Linked DNA regions of Mus musculus: all the other regions are linked to region 1. The links are chromatin contacts, called in public Hi-C and Micro-C maps. All regions are on one chromosome and are shown on one strand. Each heading gives the region's core, a stretch centred on a gene start, on an enhancer-like site or on the middle of the called end of the contact. The rest is flanking DNA. Distances are from core to core; before and after follow the strand shown.

Evidence for each region. Hi-C and Micro-C count contacts between places; a contact is called where the count stands out from the background.
Region 2: a Hi-C map of the C2C12 cell line shows a contact between it and region 1, with 5 times the contacts expected there. The contact joins the enhancer-like site here to the promoter of 4933412O06Rik in region 1. A contact is called at or near these places in 3 of 484 Hi-C or Micro-C datasets (the C2C12 cell line, embryonic fibroblasts and tail fibroblasts) and 1 of 115 datasets of contacts at active chromatin or transcription factors (embryonic fibroblasts).
Region 3: a Micro-C map of embryonic fibroblasts shows a contact between it and region 1, with 2.8 times the contacts expected there. The contact joins the enhancer-like site here to the promoter of 4933412O06Rik in region 1. A contact is called at or near these places in 3 of 484 Hi-C or Micro-C datasets (embryonic fibroblasts, liver and uterus) and 1 of 115 datasets of contacts at active chromatin or transcription factors (embryonic fibroblasts).

What each region holds. Positions count from the first base shown.
Region 1 is chr13:15,801,288-15,803,987 of GRCm38.p6, forward strand. 4933412O06Rik (RIKEN cDNA 4933412O06 gene) reads right to left here and starts at 1,343. Exons shown (of 3, transcript NR_045507.1): 1 at 568-1,343.
Region 2 is chr13:15,758,273-15,760,972 of GRCm38.p6, forward strand. No RefSeq gene overlaps it. Among named protein-coding and RNA genes, the nearest start is that of 4933412O06Rik, 43 kb to the right of the region's middle. Within about 2 kb of position 1,324, at least 157 of the 459 cell types and tissues checked have an H3K27ac peak or open chromatin away from gene starts, as enhancers often do. A contact at or near this core is called in the C2C12 cell line, embryonic fibroblasts and tail fibroblasts, where this site is marked.
Region 3 is chr13:15,844,637-15,847,336 of GRCm38.p6, forward strand. It overlaps the pseudogene B230303A05Rik. Among named protein-coding and RNA genes, the nearest start is that of A530046M15Rik, 39 kb to the left of the region's middle. Within about 2 kb of position 1,410, at least 85 of the 459 cell types and tissues checked have an H3K27ac peak or open chromatin away from gene starts, as enhancers often do. A contact at or near this core is called in embryonic fibroblasts, where this site is marked.

The sequences.
Region 1 (2,700 bases), core at 93-2,592:
AAGATTTTATCGAAAGGACCCAGATGTAGCTGTCTCTTGTGAGACTATGCCGGGGCCTAGCAAACACAGAAGTGGATGCTCACAGTCAGCTAATGGATGGATCACAGGGCTCCCAATGGAGGAGCTAGAGAAAGTACCCAAGGAGCTAAAGGGATCTTCAACCCTATAGGTGGAACAACATTATGAACTAACCAGTACCCCTGAGCTCTTGACTCTAGCTGCATATGTATCAAAAGATGGCCTAGTCGGCCATCACTGGAAAGAGAGGCCCATTGGACACGCAGACTTAGTGTGCCCCGGTACAGGGGAACGCCAGGGCCAAAGGGGGGGAGTGGGTGGGTAGGGGAGTGGGGGTGGGTGGGTAAGGGGGACTTTTGGTATAGCATTGGAAATGTAAATGAGCTAAATACCTAATAAAAAATGGAAAAAATAATAATAATAATAATAATAATAATAAAAGACCCAACAATTCTCCTAGATCTTCTCAGGTCTCAGTAGAATTAGCACTTCTGTTCTTGTTTTCCTGAATTCTTATAAAATCACAATGTATTGTAATTATCTGCTTACAGATCCATTTCTTCCCGAAGTCCTTAAGAGCTTTTGGAGGACAAGAAATAATGTCTCTGCACATCACATATTCAGATCATTGCCTGTCAAAAGTAGTCATGGAATATGTCTTTAGATGAATTTTCAATGACAAAGAGAATTCATTATGGTTTAAAATGAATCTTTTTCTCCTTTGAAAGTTTTATTCTGGACCACCCTTCACTGACAGTTGGAGTCCTTTGATTTGGTATTGTTCTTTTTTCTTTCTTTCTTTCTTCTTCTCTCCGGCTCGCTCACCCAGAAGGCTGCACTCACATCCTGCAGAAAGGGACAAGTAACTCCGTTCTGGCCTCTGTGCTCTGGGCTTTTTGACAAGCTTTTGAAAATGACAGGGTTCGGCAACTTCACAGGGTGTTCAGTAATGGTCGCTTCCCCTGCTGCATTTTGAAGCTAACATGGGAAGGACAATCTGTCTGTTTTTGGTTGGTTAACACTTAACTCGTCAAAAATATGTTTTGTAACACATAGTCTATGTCCAAGAGGTCTTGCAAGATTTCCAAAGCTTTTTCCCACACTTTTTTTTTCTTCTCACCCGCGGAAAAAAGAAACAGTGTATTGCCAAAAACAAATTATCCCACTTCTCAAAAAGGACTGCTGCTGCTCGGGAATCTTCAAGCCACAAAGTTCACTTCAGGCCCGATCTTGGCCAATACTGCCCGCCACACTGCACGTATCTTGCTCGGCTCCTGCTCCAGTGCGGGGCTGCATCATGCACCCTCTTTGAGTCAGAGCTTGAATGTGGACAGTGTTGCCTGGCAACCGCTGAGGTCAGCTGCTCTTTGGCTATGCCGCAAAGATTCCTTTTTTTTTTTTTTTTTTTTTTTTTTTAATGTAATTAAGATTTTGTTGAACATGAACTACAATTTTTGTTTTCTGGGGAAAAGAGAGGAACAAAATTCTAGAATTTAGAACCTTTTGGCAGAAGACCCGACAGAACTCTTTCATTTAAGAAATGCCTTTAAATGGCTTGGTAGGAAGAAAATAAAAATGGAGGTATATCAAGTCTAAGAAAGTTAAACAAAAATAGCTATAGGGATTTGAAATGTGTATAACTTGTAGAAAGAACTAGCTCAAGAATATTTTAACCATTACAAGCAGGCTGCTGAATGTATCTTTCCCTCATTGACTCTACTAGGAAAAACTTTTTCCAGAACATTCCAAGAGCCTCGTAGAATCCTGACTTTGTGTCCTCAGAGCCATATACCTACTGCTCTCAGAAGAGTTTCTCTAGACTGCCCAATTGATCACGCTGGGCCACTACAGAACCTTTAAGTGTCTCTCACACGACACACGCTACCTTGACTTTTAGAGCCCTTTGGGAATGAATGAGTCGACTCACCCCCAACAAAGATGCTCTCTACTCCTCCAAATCCAAGATAAGGAAAGTAGCTAACACATAAGAATATTAAAAACTTGAGTTAATATCAATAAGGAAAGAGCACATAAATAATTTAAAAACTGAACACTAAAAATATTAAGGTTCATGGAAAACAGTTGTAATTCCAGAATCCTCTGTCCTAAAGAACTGCTTAGTGTGAGAGAGCAGTATGACGTTTAATCTTTGCTCAGAAAGCCCTTCTCTTTCACACTAAATGTGTTCTTTCCTTATTAATACCAATGTAGCTTTTATTGGAGGTTTTCAGCTACTAAAAACCAGTAAGCCAATGTACTTTAGACTAAGTAAATATTTGTGTTACCAGGTTCTGGCCAGCAATGATAAACGGTTGAAATGATTATAGCAGGAAATTGAAGCCAGAATTAATGAATTTAGGGGACTAAAAGTGTATTCATCTGACTCGGTAGTGAGCTTGTGTGAGCCCCAGCGTTCTCATCTGGAGAGTGGGGAGAATGAGAGTTTTCTCTGAGTTGTGATAATTAATGGGCATATTGGATGGGTGTTTTGTCCCAGCCTCGAGAGAAAGAGAGAAGCAGCCTCCAGAATCATCTCTTGGATGTGCAGACTCTATGGGACAGTGAGCTGTTTCTTGTGTCGGGGTACAACAGCATCCCTGACCTTCTCTGGCTCTCCTATCACAGTTTTCCAAAACCTGATGATTCAGTCCCTGAAGTGACATGGACCACTTCCTTAACTTT
Region 2 (2,700 bases), core at 74-2,573, 43 kb before region 1:
AGGGAGAGGGAGAGGGAGAGGGGGAGAGAGAGAGAGAGAGAGAGAGAGAGAGAGGATGGAGTATGATTGTGATAGTCGGGATGCGGTGTTGGGGATATAGATCCATTGTCCAGAACCTCTCAGAATATGCCAGAACATAGCTTCATCCTGCTTAGGAAATGAAGTCCTAGCCATAACTGGTCAGAGGAACCTGATGACAAAGCTGCCCCTCTCTGAGGGCAAAGGCAAGTGCCTGAGTTACCTGGACATGGAGAGGGGGGCTCCTTTCTACTTACCACTTACTTTAGCTGTGGAGCCCCAATTGTCTCATCTACCTAACAAGATAATCAGGACAGAATGAATTATATAGGATGCCAGTGGGCATCAGGACAAGGCTGAACATTGTTGCTGTGCTTCCAAATACAGGGTTCAACGAATTCAATATGGATAGGCAACCCTTCCAAAGATGAAATAAAGAGGATGCCAAAGGGAACCAGCTGACTAGAAAAGGCACTCTGTAGGTGGGGGTAGGAAGGCGTGGTGCATAGAGGCAAAGCTGATGTATGGGCAAGACTGTGGCTTGGACACACAGCCCACACCGACAAAGAAATCTTGGATTGGGGACACCAGAACTGAATTTTACAGAGTAGCTAACTGGGACGTATACTTTTGGGAGAATATGGAAGAAAGTGAATGGGAGAAGCTGCAGCTTCCTTGGGCGATTAAGCCTCATACACAACGGTAACAGAGCATTTCAATCAAAGAACAGCTGCTGTTGCACGGTGCCAGAGGGAGAATCCTTCCAGTCCCTTTTCTGCTGCTTCTATTTCCGGTGTTAGCCAGAGAAAACAAAACAAAACGCATCTTTGGAACACACTACCATCACTCTCCATTCTCATGGGACGCCGCTGTCCTTTTTCCTTCCCCTTCTTCCTTCTGGGCGACCCTTTGCACACAGGGGACGACCCAGGTCCTGGGGCGCAGAATCACGGTTTAGTTATTGGCTTCCTCGCTGAACCCCTTTGCTGTGCTGCTTCCGCCACCGCGCGGCGACATGCGGAATGGCTGCCCGCAGGCCCGCGCTTTACTTTGCCAAAATCCCCAGGAGAGCATCGTTCCTCTCGGGTGTTAGCGAGAACCTACGTGAGCAGATAAAAAGCGTCTTGGTTTGACTATTCCAGGCATGTAGTGTTTAGAATCAATCGGAAGCTGCTGGAGAGGGGCGCCGCTTCGTGGAGTGGCTTTCCTGGATCTGGGCCAGTCTCTTCTTAGCACGAAATACAAATAAACAAGGATTCCTCGGTGGCGCAGGCTGTATTGGCGGATCTGCTGTGACAAGAGCGCTGTTGCTGACAGGGTGGGTCTAGGCTCGGTTTGGCATCTCTACTGTGAAGCAGCAGCCGGCAGCATCCCGCAGAGAGCCAATTCAGCATTCTTGGAGCTGTTTTTCCTCTTCTCTCCCCCTTCCTTACTCTTTCTGAACAAGCAAAATGACTTCCCTCAGGCCCTTTGGGAGATAGAGCATGAGGCCTGCCCCAGGGAGCCTTGTGCCTAAGTGGATAACAGTTCCGCCTTTGGCAAACCAGTTTCCTTAATTTCACAGTGGGCCCAAATCACCGCGCAAGGACAGTGAAGATTGAATGAGGCTTCTTTGTCTCGTGCCCACTTCTGCTCGCATGGCCTAGCAAGGTGCTCCTTTTACATGTTCCCTTTATTCAAACTGTTTGCCTTATCTGTGACCAGGCAACCTTTCAAACACGAATGTAGAGGAGATCAGGACAGCCAGAGCTACTAAGCATGTAGAGTGAGGGCAGATATGGGTGACCACAAGTCCTGGGGGTGGGGTTGGGTGGGGGTTGGGGTGGGGGTGGTGGGGAGAAGAAGGGGGAAACAGATCTGAAAAGCAGAAGAGGAGAGAGGTGGAGTCAGCTGGCTAGTGCCACATGATTGGTCAGGGACAGAGCTGGCCCAGTGTCTACTACCCAGAGGAAAACAGGACAGCAAGAAAGGGGTCCTTCTCTACGGGGGCCTTGGATCCAGAATACTGTGTGAGAGAGGACAACAAAAGCCTGGAAAATGACAAAGTCTGGGGGAAGAAGCTTCCAGCCAGGGTGTCAGGAGGAGAGCCCATTAGGGAGGGAAGGAACCGGGCACCAGGAGAACATCTCTTTGACTTCAGGTGCTCTGGGAATCACGCGCATGTGAGTGGGAATCTCAGAGTCAGGATTAGTCTCTGAGAGCCTTGATTCAACTTATTGGTCTCTCTCTCTCTCTCTCTCTCTCTCTCTCTCTCTCTCTCTCTCTCTCTCTCTCTCCCCATCTCTCTCTCTCTCTCTCCCCATCTCTCTCTCTCTCTTTGAGACAGGGTTTCTCTGTATGGCCCTGGCTGTCCTGGAACTCACGCTGTAGACCAGGCTGGCCTTGAACTCAGAAATTCACCTGCCTCTGCCTCCCGAGTGCTGGGATTAAAGGCATGCGCCACCATCACTCAGCGGCATCTCTTCGTATATAATTGTGTGTGTGTGTGTGTGTGTGTGTGTGTGTGTGTGTGTGTGTGACTTACTGAGTCCAATTAGTACTGGCCTTTTGTTCATGTGTTTACATCTGATCACTATGATTGGAGCTCCTTCCTGAACAAGAACAAAACAAACAAACAAGCAGGTTCACGGGATTTAGAGTTGGGTAGGACTGTCTAGAACCTTCATAGCATTTCTGACAGTG
Region 3 (2,700 bases), core at 160-2,659, 43 kb after region 1:
AAGGCTCCAAAAAGAATAGTAAAATTAAGTTAAACAAAGTGAAGGAGCCATGGGTGAGACTTTTATGTTAAATGAACAGAAGACTCCTCTGGGTGTTTGCTGGAGATAGACCTAACATGTGACTCGCAGGAGCACGATGAAATCAGTCAGCTAAGATCTTCAGGATCCAAGGACTAAAGGACCTTAGAGTTTCTTCTCTTGTGTTGAAAGAAATAGATAAAGAGCGTTCTGTCTCACTAAACCGAAGTCTCTCTGACAACATAAACATCTTGTGCCTTTGCAGTAACTCCCCTTCCTGCTGAAGATACCATGGAGCCAGAGGAAGTCATTCTTTACTGTGTTTTTGAAATGACAGAATTTTCTTGGTTGTTTGGTGTGGTAGTTTGAATGAGATTGTCCCCCCTTTCAGTATCCTCCCCCTAATAGGCTCATATATTTGAAAGCTTAGCCACCAGGGAATGGAACTGTTTGAAATGATTAGGAGGATTAGGCATGGCCTTGTTGGAGGAGGTATAGCACTTGGAGTGAGCTATGAGGTTTCAAAAGTCCATGACAGGCCCAGTTTTGCTCTCTGCCTCTGCCTAAGGATGTAACTCTCTTCCCCTCCCCCTCCCCTCTTTCACCAAGGTCGTGCCCTCTCTCTGCTTCCATGGTTGCTCTCTTCTCCCTCCCAAGTGGGATTGAAGCATCCTTCAGCTTGTTAACCATCTTGGGTTCGGTGGATTGTATCCTAGGTATTCTGTACTTTTTTGAGCTAATATCCACTTATTAGTGAGTATATACCATGTATGTTCTTTTGGGTCTGAGTAAGGGGAACATGGGGGAGAGAAGTCCTGAGGGCCAGCAGAAAGAATGGAAATGGATGGGGTGGGGGGGAATCCTCTAGAATATACGAGAGGCCTGGGAGATGAAAGGCTCTTATGATTCAATGTTATTTTAGATGAAATGCCCAACAGTGGGGAAAGGTAACTTGTAGAGTCTACTTCCAGTGGACAGGGCATCAAGTGAAGGACTGGGGTTGCCATTCCACAGTCATAGTACCCTACAGGCATTCTTGGTGCTGGAGGAGCTGAAAGTTCTCCATCTTGATCCACAGGCAACCAGGAGGAGGAGGCTCTCTTCTGCAGTGGGTGGGGCTGGAACACTAGAAGACCTTAAAACCTGTCTACTCAGTGACACACTTTCTCCAGCAAGGCCATATCTATTCCAACAAGGCCACATCTTCTATTAGTGCCACTTCCCATAAGCCAAGCACATTTAAGCCACCATACATGCCAAACAGGCCCTTGCTGAGTGCTTGATTGAGCAGTTGCCCACTTCCTGAGTAGCATGCCAAGGCTGCTTTTACTTAGCCACTGCCTCTTACTGCTGAAAGCCTCTGTTGTGTCACATGATCTGAGACATCCTTCTGAGGCATTAGTCAGGCATCCAGGCTCCAGGCTCTGAGCTCTTCTGTAGGCCAGTTGCTAGGAGGGACCCAGAAGAGGCTGAAGTTTAGAGAATTCCTTCTCAGCTGCAGAGCTTGCAGAATTGTGCTACAGTCATTTTACAGATTGGTACTGCAGTGGTGGTTCTCATTTCATTTTCTTTTCTCCCGGCCCTCAGCTACACACTAGGAAGGAAGTGGGTGCACCCAGGTGACTGCCTTTGGTTAAACTGAGTTAGCCTGGTGTTTCATGCAATAGCTATGTCTCCAGGTGAGTGTAAAAGCTGGGGCTTTGGGTCAAGAGTTCATTTCCATGTCACAGGTGGCAGTTTAGGACTTGATGTGAAGTCATAGCCCTGACTTTTTTCAGACCAAATGTTAGATAAGGTGTTCCAGATCTCCTCCCCTAGGTACAAGTTTTCTACATGCCACTCACAGAGCTGGAGGTGGAGGGAGAATTGAAAAAAAAAGTAATAAGGGAAAGGGGGAGGAGAAGAAAGTAAGGAGAGCCCCCTCTGTTGTCACACAGAAACCAAGACTGGAGAGGTCTCTCTGTTAATATCATTATCTGTGACCAGCTGCTGCTTCTCTGTGACTGTAGTCCCTGTGCCCATAATGCTACCCTATTCTTGATGCAATTTCTGTGCCCTGATTGTGTCAGAGCCTCCACCTCTCTGCCAGTAACTCACGTGACCACAGACATCTACACCTTTAACTGCCTCGTGCAGATAAGCCTGGTGTTTCTCTCTGTGTCTTGGGCAAAATCAGAAGCCCTAACAAACTGCATCAGAGTACAGGAGAAGGCTGGTTCCTGCTGACGCACATACCCATCTCTGCCTCAACTGGGACGTTCCTGCTTATGTGTGGGATCCAACCTCTCTCTATCTCTCTTTCTCTCTGTCTCTGTCTCTCTGTCTCTCTCTCTCCCTCTCCATCTTTTTTCCCACCCCTCATTCACACATATTCTGTGGGTCTTCTTGAAGGAGCTTCTTCTGCCAGAGGAATCATTGTCCTTCATGTTTAGCTAGTTCAAATACGTCCTTCGTGCCAAGGCAGGACTTATTATTATTCTGCATTTTTATAGTCCAGCTCAGTACTGAAAAGGTAAAAGTTACTTTCTAAAAGTCTCTGGAATGAATGAAGGAATGGATTAAATACAATGGAGTCATTCAGTATCTGACAATCACAGTCAAGTTCTGGTGTCAGGAAAAGAGTTTAAGCTCTGGAATCAGACCAAGACATGTTTGAATCTTAGACCCAGAAGTGTTAAAATC